Linked DNA regions of Mus musculus: region 1 is linked to region 2. A link is a contact called in public Hi-C data. All regions are on one chromosome and are shown on one strand. Each heading gives the region's core, a stretch centred on a gene start, on an enhancer-like site or on the middle of the called end of the contact. The rest is flanking DNA. Distances are from core to core; before and after follow the strand shown.

The links. A called contact is a pair of places that touch in the nucleus more often than the background predicts.
Region 1: a contact with region 2 is called in a Hi-C map of cerebral cortex, with 1.5 times the contacts expected there. The contact joins two enhancer-like sites. A contact is called at or near these places in 5 of 39 promoter capture datasets (the HPC-7 cell line, embryonic stem cells, hippocampal neurons and 2 more), 2 of 15 datasets of contacts at CTCF or cohesin (embryonic stem cells and large pre-B cells), 26 of 484 Hi-C or Micro-C datasets (CD8 T cells, the G1E-ER4 cell line, LSK cells and 10 more), 8 of 115 datasets of contacts at active chromatin or transcription factors (T-cell acute lymphoblastic leukemia, double positive thymocytes, embryonic stem cells and 1 more) and 4 of 9 other capture datasets (adipose tissue, embryonic stem cells, liver and 1 more).

Annotation. Positions count from the first base shown.
Region 1 is chr12:111,845,354-111,852,178 of GRCm38.p6, reverse strand. It overlaps Ppp1r13b (protein phosphatase 1, regulatory subunit 13B), which reads left to right. Exons shown (of 17, transcript NM_011625.1): 5 at 5,750-5,851. Among named protein-coding and RNA genes, the nearest start is that of Zfyve21, 35 kb to the right of the region's middle. Within about 2 kb of position 3,773, at least 61 of the 459 cell types and tissues checked have an H3K27ac peak or open chromatin away from gene starts, as enhancers often do. A contact at or near this core is called in cerebral cortex, where this site is marked.
Region 2 is chr12:111,772,931-111,780,381 of GRCm38.p6, reverse strand. Klc1 (kinesin light chain 1) reads right to left here. Exons shown (of 16, transcript NM_001025360.2): 3 at 5,799-6,029; 4 at 4,380-4,458; 5 at 3,345-3,570; 6 at 2,275-2,362; 7 at 1,682-1,783. Among named protein-coding and RNA genes, the nearest start is that of Klc1, 18 kb to the right of the region's middle. Within about 2 kb of position 5,336, at least 8 of the 459 cell types and tissues checked have an H3K27ac peak or open chromatin away from gene starts, as enhancers often do. A contact at or near this core is called in cerebral cortex, where this site is marked.

The sequences.
Region 1 (6,825 bases), core at 2,524-5,023, 73 kb before region 2:
TGGGTTCAACATCATTAATGTTCAGGAAAATACAAACAAAATCATTTGAACATCCGATGCTAAAAGGTACACATAGCAAGCTTGATCTGGTGTGGAGAGGAGAGGCAGGAATCCGAACGCATTGCTGGGTGGGATGTGGATGCTGTAATCTGCAGAGCACTTGGCAACTTGGAACAGTTTATGTCAGTCTGCCATATAAACCACATCCTGCTCCTGAGAGAGAAGCCAGTCTCTGTGCAGACTTGTGTGTGAGTGGCTGCAGCAGCTGCTAGAGGCCATAGCCAAGACAGGCAAAGCCTGAGGGCAGATGCGAGCTTTGTGTTCCTTTTGTTGCCCAAGGCTCTGCCTTCTGGTGATTGTTCTCTTTGCTCAGTGAAGCTTTTCGAATGGAAAAACACCCATATGCATAAAATAAACTAATTAGAAATTTAAAATAAATATGTTTGATCTTGTATTTAGATGGTTACCATGAGTGTAGCTCTGGGTGTCCTATCAGCTATGATCTTGGAAACAGTCACTTGCTGGTACTTTGCTTATGGTTCTCATTAGAATCAACATTCACTGGGTTTTTGCAGCAGGGTCTTTTCTGTGGCCCTGGATATCCTAGAATGACTCATAGAGGTCTGCCTGCTGGGATTATAGGTATCCTCACCGTGCCTGGCACTGGCTAGCTCACATTTTCTCTCGTTACATATTTGTTTGCTTGTTTTATGTGAATGAGTGTTTTGCATGCATGAATGTCAGTACTCATGGAGGCCAGAAGAGGGCATCAGATCCTCTGGACCCAGAGTTATAGACAGTTGTGAGCCACCATGTGAGTGTTGGGAACTAAATCCAGGTCTTCTGCAAGAACAAGTGTTTACAATTTCTGAGCCATCTCTTCAGCTCCTCTTTTTGTTTCTTTTTTGTTGTGAACTATCCATACAGAAAAAAAATGTATAAAATGTACAATTTAAAGAATTACTCAGGACTAGAGAGCTGGCTCAGTGGTTAAGAGCACCGACTGTTCTTCTGAAGGGCCTGAGTTCAAATCCCAGCAACCACATGGTGGCTCACAACCATCTGTAATGAGATCTGATACCCTCTTCTAGTGGGTCTGAAGGTAACTACAGTGTACTTACATATAATAAGAAATCTTTAAAAAAAAAAGAATTACTCAGAGGCTGTTGGGATTACTGGTCAAATGTAGAATTTCTGAACTTATTCTTTTTAAACCAATCCTATGTTGTTTGTTTTAGCTTTGCAGACACTTAACACAGATGTTTAGTGAAGGTAACTTTTAAACTTCTGCTGAGATTTCACAGGTTGTTTTAGAGAAAGAAATATAAACAAAAAAGCAGTTGTATTAAAAATACAACAGAGGGCTGGTGAGGTGGCTCAGTGGTTAAGAGCACTGACTGCTCTTCCAGAGGTCTTGAGTTCAAATCCCAGCAACCACGTGGTGGCTCACAACCATGTGGAATGGAATGGAATCCAATGCCCTCTTGTGGTGTTTTTAATCCAGCAGAAGTAGAGCAAGGTTCCAAAGTAAGCTGTGGTGCAGTTAGCTGCATCAGAGTCCCCAGAGGGTGTGCAGTTAGCTGCATCAGAGTCCCCAGAGGTGGTGCAGTTAGCTGCATCAGAGTCCCCAGAGGTGGTGCAGTTAGTTAGCTGCATCAGAGTCCCCAGAGGGTGTGCAGTTAGCTGCATCAGAGTCCCCAGAGGTGGTGCAGATAGTTAGCTGCATCAGAGTCCCCAGAGATGGTGCAGTTAGCTGCATCAGAGTCCCCAGAGATGGTGCAGATAGTTAGCTGCATCAGAGTCCCCAGAGGTGGTGCAGTTAGTTAGCTGCATCAGAGTCCCCAGAGGTGGTGCAGTTAGTTAGCTGCATCAGAGTCCCCAGAGGTGGTGCAGTTAGTTAGCTGCATCAGAGTCCCCAGAGGTGGTGCAGTTAGTTAGCTGCATCAGAGTCCCCAGAGGTGGTGCAGTTAGTTAGCTGCATCAGAGTCCCCAGAGGTGGTGCAGATAGTTAGCTGCATCAGAGTCCCCAGAGGTGGTGCAGTTAGTTAGCTGCATCAGAGTCCCCAGAGGTGGTGCAGTTAGCTGCATCAGAGTCCCCAGAGGTGGTGCAGTTAGTTAGCTGCATCAGAGTCCCCAGAGGTGGTGCAGTTAGTTAGCTGCATCAGAGTCCCCAGAGGTGGTGCAGATAGTTAGCTGCATCAGAGTCCCCAGAGGTGGTGCAGTTAGTTAGCTGCATCAGTCATCAGAGGGTGTGAAGTTAGCTGCATCAGACTGGTGCCAGAGGTTGCAGGAGGGAGCAGGAGTGATCAGAGGCCTCCGGAGACAGTTAGAGGCCACTACACTGAGAGCTTAGATTAAATCTCTTTTTTGAGACAGTTCCTGTTACTGTCTAGGGGTCTTGATTGGGTTCATCTTCTCTGCCAGGTAAAGATTAAAAGAGAAAATTCTCAACCACGGCAGGGGCAGCAGGGGGCAGCAGGGGTAGCGGCTGATCTCAGACAGCAGACAGCAGACACGCTGAAAGAAAGGCTGTAAGGGGTGAACACACACACACACACACGCGCACACACACACACACACACACACACACACGTGCACACGCGCGCACACACACGCACACACACCCGCCCCCGAGTCTTTCCTGGAGGACTGAGGGTTCTAAGGGTCTCTGAAGGAGGTCTTCCTTCCTCAATTAGGGTTGTTGAGTTTGAACCATGACAGAGAGGCTGATGGGTCCATAGCTGTGGGGTAAAGATCTGACCTTGAACTTGCAGGACCGACCAGTCCATAGTCAGTACCCACAGGAAGTTCACCATCTTTACTATCTAACTCTTGCCCGCGCTGGACTGGCCAGCAGTAACGACGTTGCAACAGGATCCTTCTGCACACGTTTATTGGGAGAGCTTGATTGCAGAGGCGAAGAGACCCTGAGCCCAGAGCTGGTGCTGCTTATATAGGCCTAGGAGAGGCGTGTCTCACACCCGGATTGGTTATGCACTACGCCTCATTTGCATGTTCCTCATCTGATTGGCTACTCTCTCTCTGTACCTCACAGAGCCTCATTATCATACCTCATTTGCATGTCTCACATCTGATTGGTTATACTCTCAAAACCTCATTATCATGCCCGGGCAAGGCAGTGTCTTTGCAAAAAACTTTACTGCATATGTACACATTGGTTGTTTGTCCAAACTTATGCGTGGTGGCCAGCAGTAGTCAGTGCCACTCTGCAACGGCACATGTGGCTTCCCACATCTAACTTGGTCCATCTCCCTATCTGTGAGACTATCAGGGAATCTTAATAGTCCTTCAGGAGTATGGGCGGTGGCTCTGCCTCAGCAACCATTAACTGTCAGTAACTCTTGCGGAAGAGTTACTGTAGTGACTGTGTAGTCTGGTGAACCCGTACCCATCCCTGACAGGCTGCTGACCGGCCACTCCCATGCAGCTCCTGTACAAGTAATCAGATCCACTGTGAGGCCAAGAGCTCAGCAGGCATGCCGTGTCCCGAGTCAGGATCCCATGGCACTCCTCTGTCCTCAGCTCTCACCGTCTGTGCTCACTGTTCATGATGTCCCTGAGCCTTGATCTGGGCGGCATAGATAGATATTTACAGCCAGGCATTCTGTTGTCACTTGTTCTCAGCATTGGGCCAATTATAACTCTCCACACAGCAGCACTGGCCTCCGGACATAAACCACGTATTTAGAAGGCAGTGTGATGGTCACAGGATGTCCAGCAGCCAGACAGCAGGATTAGCTCATCCTCCAGGGCCTGTGACTAACGTAAAACAGCAGGCCTCAGCTCCCTCCACAGAGCAGGCCTCAGCTCCCTCCTGTCAGAAAGCAGTTGATGGCCCTGTAGCAATCAGCAGTGTGGGCCAATAGGGCGCAGCTAAGTAAAGCTGCTGGTTTTGCTCCTCCAGCAGCCTGTACAGGAGGGACTTTATTTTTGGTAGAACTTGTTTGTGTTAAAGTGGAAGTATCTATAACTTGACAGTTTAAAAAACCTCATTTTTAAGGATTGGCAAGATGCTTGAGGGCAAAGATGCTTGGGGAAAGCATCTTCCATCTACATGTGAGAAGGAAAGAGCTGCCTTTTTAAATTATCCTGACTGTCCATGGTGTCAGGATTAATTAATTAATGTAAAATCTCTCTTTTTTAAAAAGAGACTAGCAGTGGTGGCGCACTCCTTTAATCCCAGCACTTGGGAGGCAGAGGCAGGCAGATTTCTGAGTTGGAGGCCAGCCTGGTCTACAAAGTGAGTTCCAGGACAGCCAGGACTACACAGAGAAGCCCTGTCTCGAAAAAAAAAAAAAAAAGGGGGGGGGGGACGACTAGTTCCACATTGCTCCGTTAGGATCTTTGGATAAAAGAATAATATTCAGATATGTATGTGACTCTGAGTCTATGTTCCCGGAGCTTAGTGTACGCTCAGATAATCTTAAGAGTTTAGGAAGAGGCAGAGCTGGTAGAATGTGGGCTGGAACTGGAAAGACGGCACAGCAGTTAAGAGCCTTTCTTTCAGAGGACCCAGTTTCAATTCCAGCACCCACATGGCTGCTCACAACTCTGGAACTCTTCTTGCCTCTGAGGGATACAGGCAAAACACCCATATACATAAAATTAAATTCCAAAATTAGGAAAACAATTGTAAGAGGTTAAAAAGTGCCGGAACTTAAAGGGATCCTCCCTCCCTCTCTCTCTCTCTCTCTCTCTCTCTCTCTCTCTCTCTCTCTCTCTCTCTCTCTCTCTCTCTCTGTGTGTGTGTGTGTGTGTGTGTGTGTGTGTGTGTGTGTGTGTGTGTGTGTAAATGTAGAAGTAGGAAGTGGGTAGTGAGGATCTGAGGGGTTAGAAGGGAAGGGTCAGCGAGACACCAGGCCTTTAGAATGGCGCTCTGCTGCTTTTATGAGCTGCCTCCTTTGCTCTGTCCTTACCTCTCCCACGGCTCCTCTCCCAGAGTCCTCACATACGCAGCGTGTGGACTTGAAGGATATGTGCACAGTGCATGGAGCACGACTGAGAGGATACGTCTTGCACATGGCAGAGCTTAGTGAGTTGTGTTCTATGTGACGGGCTAAGAGCACGGGCTGCCTGCATTGCTGTATGCTGCCTGCTCCTGCTTGCTCTCCCATCTGTGAGGTGGAGTGCCCTAGCACCTGCTGATGGACATTCTGCGGCTTATGTGGGAAGGGTATACGGCCAGTTGTCAGCTCCACTTCTTTCTATGTCCAGCCCATATGCACCATACTGTTAGGTAATAGGCGAACCACATGGAAGGTTTTTAATGAATATTTGCATTTTAGATTCTATTACTACTTCCATTTCTCTAGAGCAGGTGACAGTGCATTTTTGCGGGAGGGTGGGGGGAGGAGGAGTCATCAGTATATTTACTTTTTGGTTGTTTATCTTTAACTGTTTGCCAGCCCCATTTGCTCAAATACACCTGTTAAATCCCTATTCAGAACAGAACTTCATTTATGCACATCTGCAAATGGTCATGTCATCTTTTATTAAATACAGTATCTGAAATTTATGCATTAGAAAAATGGTATTTAGAAAAAAATTACACTTGTTATTTACTTTTAATAAAAGTAGTCACCACATAGGAGAAGTTCTTGTCAGGAAAAAAACTAAGTTTTATTTTTCTAATTCCTTGTGAGCCTATCTAAAATGTATGCTGACACTTAGAGAAAGGTAACCTTGCAGAAGGAGGACAGATGTCCCATGAGCACTTTTGTTCCTACAGGTTGGGAATCCACGTGTTGAACTTACCCTCTCAGAACTTCAAGATATGGCAGCCAGGCAGCAGCAGCAAATTGAAAACCAGCAGCAAATGTTGGTTGCCAAGGTACATTCAAAAGAAACCTGACTCACAATGTGTAATTCAACTTGCTGTTAGGTTAAGGTTACCATCCCAGGTGGTGAGATGGGGCTGTGCTGAGCAGCGTATATGTGCTGCACTCTGTAGTGGCACATGTGCCTGAGTCTTCTTGATGTTGGGGTTGCATCAGAGCCTTTGGGCTTTGGTACACATGCCATTCCAGCATGGTGAGTGATTGATATAACCAAATGGCAGACAGAATGTGGACAGATCCCTGGGTGTGGTCTCTGCCATGTAGTAGAATTTACTATCCTATAGGAGACTGGCAATCTGACGAAAGCTCTGGCGGGGCCTGGAACAGTGATAGCCAGTTAACAAATGGGCGTTCTAGGGGCTTTTCCACATTGAGCATGTTAGGGCCCATTATATACCCCATAGCCTGCTTTTGTGGTAAACCCTGAAAGTGAGTTTGGGGATTTTTCTAAGTCATGGTTTAGTTATACTTGATAATCAACTAGAAAAAAATCAGAGCTACAACCCATCCCTCCTAAGGGTTATTCATACTGTCTTAAAACAGTATGAATCCACTTCAAAGAAAGCCCCTGAACAGCCAGCCTTTAATCCCAGCATTCTAGAGGCAGAAGCAGAGGCAGAGGCAGAGAGGCAGAGAGAGAGGCAGAGAGGCAGAGGCAGAGGGATCTCTGTGAGTTCAAGGCTAGCTTGATCTACAGATCGAATTTCAGGATGGTCAGGGCTACACACAGGAGAAAAACTGGTGAGGAGCGCTATGTGCATTTTCCTGTAGGATTGTTTTGTTCTTTACAAAACGTTTCACAATTTAAAGGCACTAACTATGAAGAAATCAAACAGTCCCTTGATTGCCTAGTAGTTTGAGGTAGAGATTGGAGGTTTATCTAGTGATCTTCTTTCCATGTGGAACACTCTGATATTTAGGAAATTGAGTGTGGGATCCTTGGAAGTACTTCATAACATCAGGAGCC
Region 2 (7,451 bases), core at 4,087-6,586:
ACTTTTGCAAACAGACTTTTCTCCAGACTAGTATCAGGCTCCTGGACTTAACAGAGCAACTCCCCTCAGCCCCACCTGGCAGGCCACCTTAGAGACCTTCTCACCCTGGTCCCTCTTTACACGTACCCTGCTCTTGAACCTAGCACACACAACTCGACACTTCCCTTTCCTAAGTAAGCAAACAATACACAATGAAGTCCTATCTACGGGGGCTGGAGCGCTGCCTCGGCAGTTAAAAACACTTGCAGAAGCCCTGGGTTTCGTGTCCAGCATCCGCCTGGTAGCTTACAACCATCTGCAGCTTCAGCTCCAAGGGTTCACACCCAATGCCATCGTCTAACCTCTGAGGGTTCTATGATCCATGTGCTGCACAGACATACATGCAGGCAAAACACTCAGACATAAAATAAAGTGGATAAAGCTAATAAAAATTTTTGAAAAATAATCTATACATTTGGTAATCCCTGCAGTATGGCTCAAAATGAATGCTCACTAGCCAGTTATCACTGATAAAGAACTTTAAGAACTTTAACAAGCTGGGGCTGGGGAGACAGCTCAGTGGTTAGGAGCATTAACTGCTCTCGCAGAGGACCTGAGTTCAGTTGCCAGCACTCACTCCAGCAGCTCCAAAGGCTCTGGTGCCCTCTGCTGGCCTCTGCTGGCACCAAGCACACACCCAGTACACATACATGCTTGTAGGCAAAACTCTCACATACACAGAATGAAAATAAATAGATGATCTTAAACCAAATGAAAACACAAATTGAACTGTGACCATTCATCCTGTCTAGTTTGCAGTCCCCTGGGAACCTGTGACAAATATAAATGTCCCCTGTGCCCTGGACTTGCTGTGCTGTTTGCTGCCCCTCCTACTTTGCACCCTACAGGTGCTAACGCACTGTGTAAGGAAAGGTGTTGGTGTGCCGGTGCCAGTCTGGGCCTCGGTCTATAGCCCTGAGTGTTCTGCCTGTGCCACCGGAAGACATGCAGTGGAACTGGGATTGTTATTTAAGGTTTATGTGTTTCTGTGCATCACATGCACACCTGACGCTCACTGAAGCCAGAAGAAAACTTTGGATCTCCTAGAGCTGGAGTTAGAGTTGTGAGCCCCCATGTGGCTGCTGGGAATTGAACTTACATCTTCTGTAACAGCAGCCAGTGCTCTTAACTGCTGAGACATCTTTCTAGCTCCAGTAAACTTATTCTTGTTTTGAGATAGGATCCCCATGTGAAGTCGTGATTGTCCTGAAACTCACTCTGTAGACCAGGCTGGCATGAAACACACAGAGATCCACCTGCCTTTTCCTCCCAAGTGCTGGGACCAAAGGCGTGTGCCAGTGCACCTGAGAGTAACTTAATGTCAAACTGAAGCATCTCTAATGACAAGAGCACACCATCAGTGAATGCAGAGACTGCTGCACTCCCCTGCTACTCAGGACTTCCCTGGTCAACAGCAGGAAGGGCAAGGCTGAACACAGGAAGCCCCTTCCTGCCTTTCTGGGAGTTACTCTCAGTAAGCAGATAGTAAATAACATATCGCTGTGCTCGGTTCTCAAACCTTAAAATGATGTCATTCCCCGAGAGAGAGGGAGAGACAGAGACAGACAGACAGACAGACAGACAGACAGACAGAGAGACAGAGAAAAACTAAATTCAGTGAAGAAGTGCAGCTGCCTCTCACCTTCTCCCTGATCTCCAGGGCTCGTTTACACAGCGGCTCCGCCTCCTTGTACTTCCCTCGCTTACCGTACAGTACTGCTAGGTTGTTCAGAGTCGCTGCCACCTGCCAAGACAGAAGGCCACAAGGAGCCAGTGTAAGAGTGGCCATGAGGGGAGTCCCAGATCCTCCCACATGCATGGTGACACTCAGCAGATCAGAGGGACTCACTACAAAATGCACCACTGAAACTAAACAATCAACATGATCTTGATTCTTCAATTTCTCAAAGCCACAAAGGCAACCAAATCAGATCTCTGTACACATCTGAGCAGACACATAAGAAGACAGCACAGATTCTCAAGAACAAATCTAGAGGCCATGCGCCTTGATTTTGGATCAAAGTGAAGTGAGCCAGTGATCTGAGGAGGTGACTTAACAAATCAGAGGGGACCCGAAGGTGTGAGTGTCACTACCTGAGCAGGCCCTACCGGTACCATCTGGGACAAGGTGGCTCTCAGACCCTCCCCGTTGAGCTCGTCATTGGAATGAGCTGGACAAAAATGCATTGGGAAAATAAGCTGTAAAGGCCTGGAAGGAGGGGTATGTATACACACCGCGGGGTGATCTCTGCCCAGGGTTTTCTCGCGGATAGCCAGGGCGTCGTTCAGGAGGTTAGCTGCATCTTTATACTTGTTCTGATCCCTAAACCGAAACACACAGTCCTCGTTCAGCTGGAGGTCAGTCACGAACCCCACCAGTCTAGTTAGTTAGTTAGTTAGTTAGTTAGCCATTACTGATACTGAGGACTGAACGCCTGGGGTTCAGGCATACAAAGAATTTACTTCACCACAAAAGTCAGCCTGAACCTTTTTAAAATGCAATTTTGACTGCAGTGCTGGCCTTTCGAGGCAGTCCAGAGAAGTGGACAGACAGAGTCTATGGGTAGGTCATAGAGATTGTCTGCCAGCAGGAGTCAGCTGAAGCCAGAAGTCTGTAGAGACTCAGACCTGCCCTAGACCTGCTTAGTCAGGGGACCAAGGATCAGGCCCAGCACAGTGAGACTGAAGCCCACCAGGAAATTTAGATTAAAAGTGAAAATTTTAGAGCACTGTAAATCCCTACAGTAAAATTCCAAGGAGAGTGCAGAGGACTTTAAATATCCACTTAAGGAAAGGCACAGTGCAACACCTCACTCACTCCCTGACAGGAAGGAAGAAAGAACCTGCACTGCCCACGCAGGGGCACCGTGGCAGGAGCACAAAGGGCACCACCCCTCTACAGAGCAGCTGGGAGAACCAACAAAGCTTTAAAGAGAACCCATTTCAGGAGATTATCCTAAGGGGGGAATTTTTTATATTAAGTGTGTGAGTGTGTTTCCTGTAATTACACAGAAACACACAGGCCAAACACTCACATACATAAAATAAAACTGATTTTAAAGAAGTCGAAGTGACTGAGTTGGTCAGTGCAGAGGGCAAAATGGCTACTCAGGCAGAGCTGGCCCGGAGCTACAGAGAGCAAGCACCTGGCTGGTCCTGCGAGAGCCCTGCCACCAAGCTGGCTGAACATTCTAGATCAACTGCTGGCTGTTTGAAGCAGATAGGAAGGCTGGAAAGCTGTTTCATAGAGGCTTATGAAACACTCTGCCTCTCAGAAAGTTCAATGCAGTAACCCAAAGACTAGCCTGTACACCAGGGCCAAGATGTTGAGCATGGTAGCCACATCGGGGTGGTCGTGGCCGGAAGTCTTCTCCAGATCCTCCAGGGCCTGCTTGCAGAGTGGCACCGCCACCTCGTAACGCCCCTGTGAAGCATACTGGATCACCAAGTTGTGGAGCGTGCGCAGCCTTGCAGGGATCTCGTAGCCGCCCTGCTGGGCGGCGGCCGCAGCACTACTGTGCTGCTGCTGGACTGCAGAGAAGGTACATGGCCGTGGTTAGGACAGAGTGGCTAACACATGGACAGCACCCTAGTTCCAGTCAGTGCATATGCTAGCCCATAGTCTCCTGGGGACCCACGAGCAAGCCAAGAGAAACAGCCCGTGGGGAACAGTGTGCTGCGGACTGACACCACCACAGGATTCCTCCAAGGGAAGGCAGAAAGGGTAGGTCCTCTGACTTCTTTAACCCTGCAAAGACCCACGCCTATATACTAACTAACATCACACCACGCACTAACTACTGTAAAGTTTGGGAAAGACAGAGGCAATCTCCCAGCTATGGTGGCACACACCTATAATCCCAAAATTAGAGAGGATGAGGCAAAAGAACGGAGAGTCTCAGGTCTAGGGCTGGAAAGATAGTTCAGTGGTTAAGAGCACACACTTACTGCTCCTGCAAAGGACTGGGGTTCAGTTCCCAGCACGCACATGGCAGCTCACAACCAGCTGTAATTCCATTTCTAGGGGCTCTGCCACCCTCTTCTGACCTCTGTAGGCACCAGACACCCACCTAGTACATATACATACATGCAAATGAAACACTCATACACATAAAATAAAAATTTTTGATCTTTAAAAAAAAGGCCACCCTGGGCTACCATGTGAGACCTCATATATATATATATATATATATATATATATATATATATAATTCTCATGTGAGACCTTATATATATATAATTCTCACAAGCTAAGTATGCCAGGGCAGGACTGTCCTCAGAGAGGAAGCAGCCCCACACTACTCCACATTTAACGGCACGGTCACATCCTTGCTACTCACTTCCTTGTCCTGGTTCGTCCTCGTCATTTGGGAAGAGATCATCCAACGGCTCTTTGGAAGAATCAGAGTCTTTGTCCTCCTACAAGAGACCCAGAGCATCCTTCACTCTGTAGAACCCCCATGCCGCCTGCAAACCTCTTAACATAAAATTCCTTTTTACTTACTACAGACCAGACAAGATAGCCAGTTTTTTACAGTTAAGAGTATGATGATCTGAGTGTGGCTTACCCAGCAGCTCAGTAAAGAGCAATGAGTTTACTAAACTTGCCTACCTTGAGCAAGGCCTGTGGGTAGGTAACTACCCCTATCCACCACCACCCCCTGCCTCCCCCCAAAAAGAAACAAATAAAAGGAGCCAAAGAGGGTTTGATAGATTAGAAGTGAGGAAACTGTAGGCCATTGCCTGAAAAGACAGACAGATCCTGACTGCATTTCTAGATCTTAGATTCTTTGACTGTGTTCAGGTGAAGTTCTAGCAGAAAAGCAAAGTCTTGCTGGAAGTCCAAAATTAGTGGCAGGAAAAAAATGGTGTATTTATAATTCCCAAAGCAACAGGGGGGAGGAGCTCCCTCATGCCATTCCTACAGAGGAGGGAACTAGGGCCCCCAGAGGAGCTAAGGGCCTGTCAGTTTTACATCATAACTCCAACAGATTCCTATCAGTGCACAGGCAGAGACAGTGAGGAAAGCCAACGGCCTGGCCTGATGAGGGAAAAAATGCGCATCACCACTGGTGACAGCACTGCCAATGCAGAGCGGAACAGGGAAGCAAATCTCACGGTGAAAACACCCCCTAGGGATGAATAATGCATCCTTCAAAGACGCAGAGACCATGGGAGATAAACAACCGTTTTAATGAGATGCGACAGCCAAAGAGGGGACAAGGATCAGGGCTGTGCCCAGTGGAAAGCATCTGCATAGGCAGAGGCCTGCGTCCCATCTCCATCACCGACACACGCCTACACAACACACCACAACACGAGCCGCCTACGAACCAAGCCAGTACTAGCAAGCACCCACCCAACGCAAAAAAGGCCACAGGAAGCAAAAGAGCGCAAGGAAAAGTCCTCCTCGTCTGCTGGAAAGCCGAGCCTGCAGCTCTGAGCACAAACACCGGTCACTAGATCCAACCTCTGAGCACAGCTCAAGAGCAGTGCCCAGGCAGAAGCACCAAGGAGCCTTATACTCTGTTCTTCTTCCAGGCTGGCTCTCGCTATGTAGCTCTGCCTGGCCTGGTACTCACCAGGCTGGCCTTGAACTTGCAGCAAATCTCCTGCCTCTGCCCCTCTGCCCCTCTGCCCCTGCCTCCCAGAGCGACGATTTAGACGTGGGGTTACTGGATTACCTGGCTAAGATCTGCTCTTAGACAGCCTTTGGACACGGCCTGAGCAGAGCGAGGCGTGCGTGGCCGAGCACTCACCGAGGGGGAGATGTCGTCGTCGTACTTCTTCAGCTGGTTCATGAACTCCAGGTGTTTCTTCTCCTCCTCCAGCTGCGCCACCGACTGCTCGCTCTTCTGCAACTTCTGCTGCGTGTTGGCCAGCTCATCCCGCAGCCACTGGTTCTCCTGGCACAGCCGTCGAACCTGAGCGCGGAGCTTTTGCTTCTCGGACTCCACAGCATTCAGGTGATTGGACAGCGCCATCATCACCTGATCAGAAGAGAACGTTTACACATTGCAGCACGCCTTTGGAGGAGAGCCCGGAACACACATGTGCCTTGCGGTTCCAAATCACATTTACAAAAAACATTCTGTGTGTGCACATAAACAAGATCTGCCCTTTATTCCTCCTTTTACGCTTGGCACAGATCACACTGGAGTGAGTGTCACAGGACACAGGACCATAGCCTGGAACATCTACAACCCGCCACTCTGTGAGAGCATCTCCTCTTCTCATGCGTCCCGCTTCTACGTGGACCGCCAGCCTACCTTTGCACATTTCCGTTTACAGTGCAGGTAGGGGAGGGCAGCATGTAAGTCGTCCTCGCCACTAAGGCTCGGGAAGAATCCCGTAGCTACCAACAACTACTGAAAGTACCGCACACTTCCAGCCATACTAAGACAAAAAGGAGCAGAGGAAGGCAGAGGGGCTTCAGCCTGTGTCCTCTGCAGACCATGTGTCTACTGGTCCCGGTCACGGCATAGTAAGTGGGTCACCATCTTCCTAGGTATAAAACATGAAACACCAGAAGGAAGGCTTTTTCTTACTTTCTTGATTAAAACCTATCATCTAACAAGAAAAAAAAAATGTTTCCACATTCCTACCATCTTTCAACAACAGAACCAGAGGTGGGCAAACAGGTTAAGGAGCCTGTCACCAAGCCTGGTGACCTGAGTCCGACCCTGGAACCCATGTGGTAGTTTCCCATGGATTGATCTCTAACCTCCACGTGCAGAGCATGGCAAGAATGTGCGCACCACACACAAAATAGCTAAGCCTGACAAAGTAGTGCTGGCCTTTAAACCTGGCAGGGGCAGAGGCAGGCAGATCTCTGTGAGTTTGAGGCCAGCTTGGAACTTCATAGAGTTCCAGGATAGCCAAACTATACAGAAAGAGACCTTGTCACAACAGTTACATAGAGCCGGGCGGTGGTGGCCCACGCCTTTAATCCCAGCACTTGGGCGGCAGAGGCAAGTAGATCTCTGAGTTGGAGGCCAGCCTGGTCTACAGAGTGAGTTCCAAAACAGCCAGGACTACACAGAGAAACCCTGTCTTGGGAAAAAAAAAAAAAAAGTTACATAGATAGACAGACGGATGGATAGATGGGTGGAACGACAGACAGGCAGATGGAGATATATATATAGATATAGATATAAAAACATATTTTAAAAAACAAACAAATAAAAACCACAGAACTTGGGGGAGACAATAGGCTCATATGAGATCCTGGGTTCCTCCCCAGAATAGTTTAACACAAGAGAAGCTGTGGTTTATAACTAATATACCAAAGTGAAGATGGAAAATTTTAAACTGGAATGAATCTAGGTGGTGACCTTTCTTTATAAAAGACAAAACTGGTGATGCAGAAGTCTGCCTCTTGCTCATTCACTAACTGTACAAGCAAAACACTA